Linked DNA regions of Zea mays: region 1 is linked to region 2. The links are chromatin contacts, called in public Hi-C maps. All regions are on one chromosome and are shown on one strand. Each heading gives the region's core, a stretch centred on a gene start, on an enhancer-like site or on the middle of the called end of the contact. The rest is flanking DNA. Distances are from core to core; before and after follow the strand shown. Region 1 holds the start of LOC100285063. Region 2 holds the start of LOC100276420.

What was found. A called contact is a pair of places that touch in the nucleus more often than the background predicts.
Region 1: a Hi-C map of ear shows a contact between it and region 2, with 1.6 times the contacts expected there. The contact joins the promoter of LOC100285063 here to the promoter of LOC100276420 in region 2. A contact is called at or near these places in 3 of 25 Hi-C or Micro-C datasets (ear, leaf and tassel).

Annotation. Positions count from the first base shown.
Region 1 is chr4:172,059,042-172,063,503 of Zm-B73-REFERENCE-NAM-5.0, forward strand. LOC100285063 reads left to right here and starts at 3,120. Exons shown (of 5, transcript NM_001157958.2): 1 at 3,120-3,615. The coding sequence starts at 3,213. LOC100285370 (polcalcin Jun o 2) reads right to left here and starts at 3,040. Exons shown (of 1, transcript NM_001158263.2): 1 at 2,308-3,040. The coding sequence starts at 3,017. The coding sequence ends at 2,484. It overlaps LOC100382285, which reads left to right. Exons shown (of 3, transcript NM_001175035.1): 3 at 1,244-1,549. The coding sequence ends at 1,351.
Region 2 is chr4:171,085,270-171,089,601 of Zm-B73-REFERENCE-NAM-5.0, forward strand. LOC100276420 reads left to right here and starts at 1,301. Exons shown (of 7, transcript NM_001374057.1): 1 at 1,301-1,648; 2 at 1,763-1,843; 3 at 1,936-2,112; 4 at 2,705-2,875; 5 at 3,634-3,843; 6 at 3,976-4,064. The coding sequence starts at 1,540.

The sequences.
Region 1 (4,462 bases), core at 1,870-4,369, 980 kb after region 2:
GGTCTTCTCATGGCTGGTACTAAGACTGACGGCGTAGCGAATGATAAAAGTATGCTACATTGCATTTTACACTACTTAAAGGGGTAGGTCAACTGTTGTGTAGAGAATTATTAAACATGCCATCATTATATTGTTTCATCAGGTGTGGGGTTCTCATTGTGCAAGAACTATTCTTATGTATGGTCACTTGTTTATTGTTAAAACTTTGGACCACACAAATATCATTAGATGTATTTCTAATGATACGTACATAGGTGGTAGAGAAAGGAGTAGCACAATTTAATTTGATGGCATATATATAGAATGAAATAGTAGTACTATCAGCTATAACTATTGATAAATGATGCAGTCTAAGAGCATACCAATATGATTTGCCACACTGGTAGAAACTATGACTTGTCTGCTGCATCCTGCACATGAGCATGTGATTTGAAGAATCGCACCATTTGAAGCAATCAATGGGATTTTAGGTCTGCAAGTAATGGGTCTTGGATTTACTAGGTACTAGCAACCTCACAACCAAAACATGGTGACCACAATATCCAGGATTAGATGAGATTAGAGTCAGGTAGTTCAAAAGTAAGATTAGACCGCCCAAGACATCATCGCTGATTTATTGACCAACACCAACGATGACCCAAATAGCGCAGATTTGCCAGTTCATGGAGAGGAACCCGGATGTGAGGTTCCTGCATGCAGGTGAACTATGAGGAGCACAAGTCTATGCGCTACAACCTTAATGTCCATGTCATCCCTTTCTTCACGTTCTACAGGGGAGCTTAGGGTCGACTCTGCAACTTCAGTTGTATCAAGGCAACTGTGAGATCCTATGTTCTACTGTCAATAGTTCTGTGTCCCTATTCTAATTGTTGTTTAAGTAAGGTTGAGTACAATTATTTTGGAAGATGTTTCTGTGGCCAATGAGCAATTATATTAACTAATTCAGTGAAATGAAAAGTTTTGAGGGTCTTGTTATTATTTGCAAATGAAAAAATGGCATTAGTAGGTGGTCCCAAGTACGTGCCTTTTGCAACGCCTTCAGATCTACTAGGCAAAGAAATCAAGGAGGCCCTTGCGGCTGAATGCAATAACAGTTCCTTGGTCTGGTACTTGTCTTTGATGTGCCATCTGACTTCCATTGCAATAACAGTTCCTTAGTGCTTCAGCATAGATAAGGTCCAATATTTATTGTTAATGGCTACCAGTTGATTTAACTTATACAATTGGTGACTGTTGTATGCAGAATGAGCAGTTCAGAGATGCACTTGCGAAGCACAGACTTCTGACACCAACGACACCATTAGCAAGGCAGGGATCCGATGATATGTCCTTGGTGTCATCCGTGATATAAACCACTTCCTTTAGTCATGTGCTATTCTTCACTGTTATTCATGTGTACAGTTGTTCCTTTCCATAGTCACAGAGTGTAGGTTTCTAGATTTTTTGCTTGTGAAGTCTACCCACGCTGCCTCGCTCTTGTTCTTTATAATGAGATGAAATTGTATGGTGGCTTTGCGAGTGAGATGAAATGTATGGTGGCTTTGTGAGTGAACCATTGTGGTTTACCAAGTCTATTTCAACTCAAAAAATGGCATCGGGAGGCAAAACAACTGCAAAAGGGAGCAAGGCTATGACGGTACCGGTAGCGAAGGCCCAGGTCGTCGTGCAAGTCTAAGCCATATGCCTGGCGACAAATGACCATGTGCTATATATGTTGCTAAGTTACAACATAGACCAAATAAATTTACTCCAGCCAGTTTATAAAAAATACCGTAGCAAAGCACGGGTGATTGGCTAGTTAGTATTTAAATGCTAAACACATGAATTATAACCATGTCCATGTGTTTAGCAATTTAGAGACTAAAAATAACTAAAATAGAAAAAACTAAAAATTAGTAACTAAAATCAAACATGCTCTAAGTCTCCAGTACAAAACTTCAAAATGGTAGGAGACGTTTTAAGCCTCTCCTATATTTGCCTTTTAATTGCAAGTCAGAGTTTCAAAATAGTATCCATTGTTTCGTTGTCGTCCATGATAGGAGGCCTCGGTGCGAGGACAACGTTTGGATAAAGTAATGTTGAGGGCTTGAGGCGACGTGTTTGGGAACGAGAAACAAATGATAATAAATTAATAATTGAGGCGAGACTGCGAGCAACGAGCCAACGAGCATACACGTACGAGCAGATTCCACCAGATAGCGAGCAGCTTCCGCCGGCGGCGGAATCAAATTGAAATTCTATACGTCATTCATTTCAACTTTCTAACGTCCCAACATGTGCGAAATTAAAGGAAATGATCGAAATCAATTGCACACGGCGCCACAACGCAAAACTTTAATCCGATCACAAACCAATCTCGAACTAGACTAGAACGTGAAACCCTAAAACTAATGGGTTTACTGCTAATTAGGGTGTTATCATGTCGACGAACAATATCAGACGTACACGTACACGTGTGGTGCAGAGCGCCGGGCGCGTATGGTTCATGACGCCGCCGCCGTGTCCATCATGGCCTTGAACTCGTCGAAGCAGACCACCCCGTCGCCGTCTATGTCCACCACCGCGATCATCTCTGCGCACCGCTCGGCCGTCATCTCCTCCCCGACGATCCCCAGCCTCCACAGAGCGCGGCGCAGCTCCTCCGCGGTGATCACGCCGTCGCCGTTCTCGTCGTACTCGGCGAACGCAGCGCGCAACGTGTCTGACCGGTCGCCGTCCTCAAACAGCGCCTCGAGCTCCTCGAGGCTGATGAACCCATCTCCATCGCGGTCCGCGACAGCTACCATCTCGTCTGCCTCCACGGCTGTGCACCCGCACAACTCGCGCATCTCGTCCGCCGAGATGCGGCCGTCGCCGTCCGCGTCGAAGTGGCGGAACACGCGGACGAGGGCCGGCTCCGGTATTGTGTACGTGGGCGGGGGAGTGCTAGCCGCGGCTGGGGGAGGCGGACTTGAGGAGCGGCGTCGGCTGAAGAAGATATCGCTGCAGGACGCGGTGGCGGAGACGACGAGACCCATTGCCGGCCGGGTGCGACAGCTTTGAATTTGATTGACGGCCTTGACAGGGTTTTGACCCTGTTTTTATATAGGAGTAGGACCCGCCAGATAGATGAAACTCCTACGCGGTTAGTTTCGGTCCCATCTGGTCTTATCGTATACTGGTGCGGACCTAGTTGCCCTCTCCGCATCCAACCAGCTAGCGCGTCCGTCCCCATGGCGGCCGCCGCCGCGGGGTTTACGCCGGCGACTGCAAGGAAGGCCCTCTTCACTACTACAGTCACTCTCCTCTCATCGTCACTCTCACGTAGGGCCAGCAGCATCCGCAGCCGCAACCTCTCCTGCTCTGCCGCGTTCACCGCCGCCACGCGCCTCGCGCCGCAGCCGCCGGACCTGGTCCGGTGGGTGCAGCGCGAGGGCGGATTCGTCCACCGTGCCCTCCGCGTAGCGAATCATCCGGAACACGGGCTCGGGATCTCAGCCTCTTCCGCCGCGGCCTACGGCGACATCCCAATTGGGGACGTCCTCATCGCGCTCCCGAGCCAGCTTCCATTACGACTACGCCGGCCCACCAGTGCCGCGGACGACGTGCTTGTGCAGCTCGCCCAACAAGTCCCGGGTAATGTCCTTTCTGATTAGTGGTTGCTAATGCTTTGAGCCTCTATAATGATTTTGAAGTGACTGAAATTGAGCTTTCATGCTAATTTATACACTTGGTCACGATTGAATTTCTCACTTGGGAGCAGTGAACAGTTTTTCTGTTATAGTATATGATAATGTTGTTGTAATATAAGAGTGTCAATTTTGAATATCAGATTATGTCATCCAGGGTTTGCCCTGAATTGTTTTTATGGGCTTGTTTGGTGTTGGAAGCCATCAACTGTGTTGGTTACTCGTTTTTGATCTCTAAAAGATATAAAAAATAAGACAACACAAGTTATTAAATTAGAAGCATCTCCTTTTAACTAACTCTTCTACGACTATTAAAGGGAGAAGGTAATAAGATATTGCAATATAGGTAATGAAAACATTGTGTAAATCATGAAGAGCAAAATATATCACTCATCTAGATGTATACATTTGCATTTATTTCATTCCGATTACAAGTGTTCCTCGGCTTTACACAAGCTAGAGCCTGAAGGTATCTTCGAAGGTTGAGCGATCTAGTGCTCAAGGCTCGAAAAAGGTCCCTTATACATAGCATTGTTCCTCTATTTATATTTTATAGTCGTGGGGTACAACTTTGGTGAAATTACAATTGTGACCTTAGGCCTATACATTTAGCCTATTTTACATGCCAAGGGCGAAGCTGTCCTTTCCCTCTTTCGACTTGTAGACTAAACTCCGAAGGTGCCCTATGGTACTTTCTTGCTTCGTCGTTCATGAGCACAAGGTTATTTGTTCGAAGCTTCCTCTTTCTGGAATGTGTATATTGATAACTCCGATTGAAGGCCACCTTCGGCATT
Region 2 (4,332 bases), core at 51-2,550:
CGAGGTACCTCGCTGCGAGTCTCTCGCGCGCTCTCGACTCGATCGATCGGACTCGGGGAAGGGACATGCATGCATGGCCGGCGCCCGGCGGCACACATGGAACGTTGGGCCATGCATGGCCGGCGTGCACGGCGGCGGCGGGCAAGCAAAACACGGGCAGCGAGCACACGCACGAAAGGTCCAAGATCTCCTCCGCGCTACTTGCCGGCAGAGCTACGTGGTAGGTTTAAATTGTTGCCCGTGAAGCGCGAACAAGACTCGGCCATCCAAGCAGGTGAGGTGGCGACCCCCAGATTTCACCAATCCTTTTCAGTGGATGGTGGATGGACATTATCAAAATTTGTCAACAGTGCCCAATATTGGCTTCCAACAAAACTGACCCAAAGTAACTGTGGGGGGTCATTCTATACTACACAAGGAAATTAAATATAAAACCACTCGAACGACAAAAGTTTGTGCCTAGTCTAGTCAGGGACATTGGGGCCCGAAATAGAGACACATAATGCGGTGATTTCAAATACGTCTCTTATATAACACATTGAATATATAATGTGTGATGTTACAGCTACACCATACCAAATGTCACGGCCCTCGCTGTCCGTAGAAAAGCGATATAATAGATTTGTCCCTACAGTATGTATGACAATCGCCAAAGAAAGATATTTCTGACACGTTACCACGACCCAAGTCATGGCACCTTATACGACTTCACAAACAATAATTTGTTTGTTGGGTCTTAGCCGACTAGACCTATGACTCCAACTGATGTAAACTCTCTTTTTTTTCTTGATCTATAAAATGGGAGCAAAGTAACCTTTAGGAGGATTGGTCACACATGAAATTCTTTCAATCTCAATTAGAGACTAACAGGCAACACAACTGTAAATTAAGGTTGGTCGTATTCCAATCGTACGCACGGAATTTTTTAAATGATAATTTAGAGAGATTCAAGATGCCCTCACAGAACCGCTTAAATCTTAAGCCACTTTCTGATTTTTTTAAGGAAACTTTTTTACATTAATTTATAGCAAGCACCTTAAATTGAAAAAGAAAATCTTTTTTAGCCATCCACTACACTCCTGCTGAGTGATGGCAGCTTGACAAGGGCCGTGCCACTCGAAACCGCGATGATGAGTGAACATCCGCTGCATCACCCTCTGCACGTGACCCGCTCCACTCCCCTGCACTGCACGGCACACACACACTCTCTCTCTGATCAGTCATCGCCACCGGACCACCGTCACGCGGAGCTCTCTCCTACTCTCCTCTTCCCCTCTAAAACCCCACGAAATCGCCGAAAGGAGTAGCGGACGCAGCCCCCACCACCACTTGTTCAATCTCTCTCCTCTCCCGTCTCGCCTCCCGGAGCGCAAGAAAAGCTCGGATTCCTGGTGGTTTCTACCATCCTCCGTCCTCGATCTGAGCGTTGCCTGCTTCCCTGCCCCCCCGCTCAGATGTCCGCCTTCCGTGTCCTGTAAAATCTTTCGCCGCGCAGCAATCTCCCCCCACTTGTCGGCTGTCCTGCTGCTGCTGCTGCCAATGGCGACCAAGGGAGGGAACGCAAGGGGCGTTCCGGTGGGGGCGCTGCTGGTGGCCGCGCTCCTCCTTAGCTCCTTGGTTCCCACCTCCGCGTCCTCGTACCCCGCAAGTGAGCAGCCGAGGCTCGGGCTCTCCTGGTTTTGCTCGCCTTTCGAGTCTCGAGTCTCTCGGCCGGGGGTGGTTTCATGCGTTGGATTTGACGGGTGTTTCGTTGCCATCGCAGGGGTCGTGAGCGGGTTCCTCTCCAATGCGGCGTCGGCGGTGGTGAAGCGGCTGTGGTCGCTCAAATCCACCACCAAGACAGGTCTGACTACTGAAACCTCTCTGCCGTTTTGTTCCACCTCCGGTTCCGATTTGTGTTTTCCTGAGATGTGTTTCCTCCTGGTGTTGCAGCAGCGAGCGGGGGAAAGTCTATGGTGAAGTACGAGGGCGGGTACACTGTGGAGACGGTCTTCGACGGCAGCAAGCTGGGGATCGAGCCCTACTCCGTGGAGGTCACCCAGAGCGGCGAACTACTCGTCATGGACTCCATGAACAGCAACATCTACAGGATGGCGCTGCCGCTGTCCCGATGTGAGTGCGCCCTGGCTGATCTCCTTCTAGCCCCCCGCCCCCCCCCCCCCCCCCCCCCCCCCCCCCCCCCCTCTGAATGCGGCAGGTTTTGGTGTTACTCCCCAGTGGGGCTCCGCTAATTATATGCTGCTATGGTGTTTGGTGGAGTTGGTGCTGCCGAAGCTGTGGATTGGTTGGTGTCATCAATTCCGGCATGACTATTCTTTTGATGGCGATGTCTTTGTTAGCTTGCAGCCTGCACAGGCTACGTGATGCTTTTCAGTTGCTTTCAGCTGATTTATGCAACTTGGTCTACTTCCATTTTTATGCGGTGTGTTCACTTGTAGAAATGTGTTCTGGAGAAAAGGTGTCAATCCAATGTATGCTACTTTTATGCTTATATGTATGCAATGGTATCAAATCAAATTTCGTCAAGGTGTTGCTACCATCACATGCTGATCCCCTCTCTGTGATATAAACATTTGACCCAAACAGTTATATTGAATTCTGATATTCTACATCTTTTCTATCATGTTCTCTCTCTCTTTCCAGCAGATAATTTTGAGCCACATAAGATTTATCTCATTCCTTGAAACTGGGCTGAACAATGCAGATAGCAGGCCAAAGCTTGTTGCCGGTTCTCCCGAAGGATTTCCTGGTCATGTTGATGGGAAGCTGCGAGAGGCGAGGATGAACCATCCGAAGGGATTTACAGTGGATGACAAGGGTAACATCTATGTGGCTGATGCCATGAACATGGCTATTAGAAAGATCAGTGATACAGGTAAGCTAAGATGTCCTGGGGGCAGGGTAAGATGCACATGGTTCTGTCTGTTCCTTGAGTATCCTATGTTTGCCTTTTGGTGTTTGCTGGTCTTGTCCGGCGTGTCTTCAGCACCTGGATCCAAAACTGCATTTAGAAAGAAGACGCCCTGTTAGGCAATGAACATTTTGTGGTCAGCTTGCTAAGAGTAGTCTCTGAACTGCATAGTGATGTCCAGATGAAATATTTATTGGAGTGCTAATTGTCGAAAGCTCTGTTTCCTTTTCCCAATATATATATATATTTTTAAAACCTACCATTCTACTTTACAGGATGGAAGAGACAAAAACGATTTGCTGATTTTTTTTTCAGAACAAAACCGCTTTGGCGTTCAAAAAGGCATCAGTAAATAACAAATTTGCATTTTTGAATTCAAACTTAGCTATTCGTGGAAGATTACGTTCTTAAATCACATAGGAAATTTGTTAACTGATATTTTCTTATTGTCTAGCCTAATTTCTATCTTGTATCTTGATATATACATATATATTGTTGACTTGTTTAGGATCATGACTTTTTTGCTCCATAACTATTTGTCATGGATAAATTTTGTTGTATTTAAGTTCAAATTAGCTAGAGGCGTGATCCTAACTGGGTTTGAGTTTTAGTAAGGTCTATATTCAGATGTTTCTTCAATCATTATGCATACTTCTTCCTTATCTAATCTCTTGTAAAGGATAGGTTCCTTTCTGTCTGACATATTGAGTTCTGATTGTTAGGGGTTACAACTATTGCTGGGGGAAAATCAGGCAGAGGAGGGCATGTTGACGGGCCAAGTGACGAGGCAAAATTTTCTACTGATTTTGAAGTTCGTTACATTGGCAGTAGCTGCTCGCTTCTGGTGATTGACAGAGGAAACCAAGCAATCCGGGAGATTCAGCTCCACTTTGATGACTGTGTATACCAGTATGAAGCTGGTTTTCCTCTAGGTATATTATACATTGCTCAAATTTTTCTGCAATCATCGCAGGACCTGAAAACATATGACTGAAACTTACCACCTAAACATGCAGTTTAAACTCTATAATACAACTGATCATATTAACTTTCCATGCCTGCAGGAGTGGCACTACTTCTTGCTGCCGCATTCTTTGGCTACATGCTTGCACTGCTCCAACGCCGAGTTTTAGGGATGTATTCAAATGGAGATGTAAGTACCACGTGCCTAACACAGTTTTTATTTTGGGTGGGAAAGAGAAAAAAAATCATGTACCTTCCCTGCCAGATTGGCAGGATTAGCAAATATGGCTAGGACTACTACAGTGGTCCTTGAGCCTGCTGTAACATAGCAGGCCAGCACATGGATTTTGTTGTCATCAGTCTTTTGTCTCTCCTGGTATTGGTGTCCATCATTCCGGTGACCTCGATCTGGGTCCTCCCCGCCCCCAAATGCCTCCAGCCAGCCAAGAATTACCAGC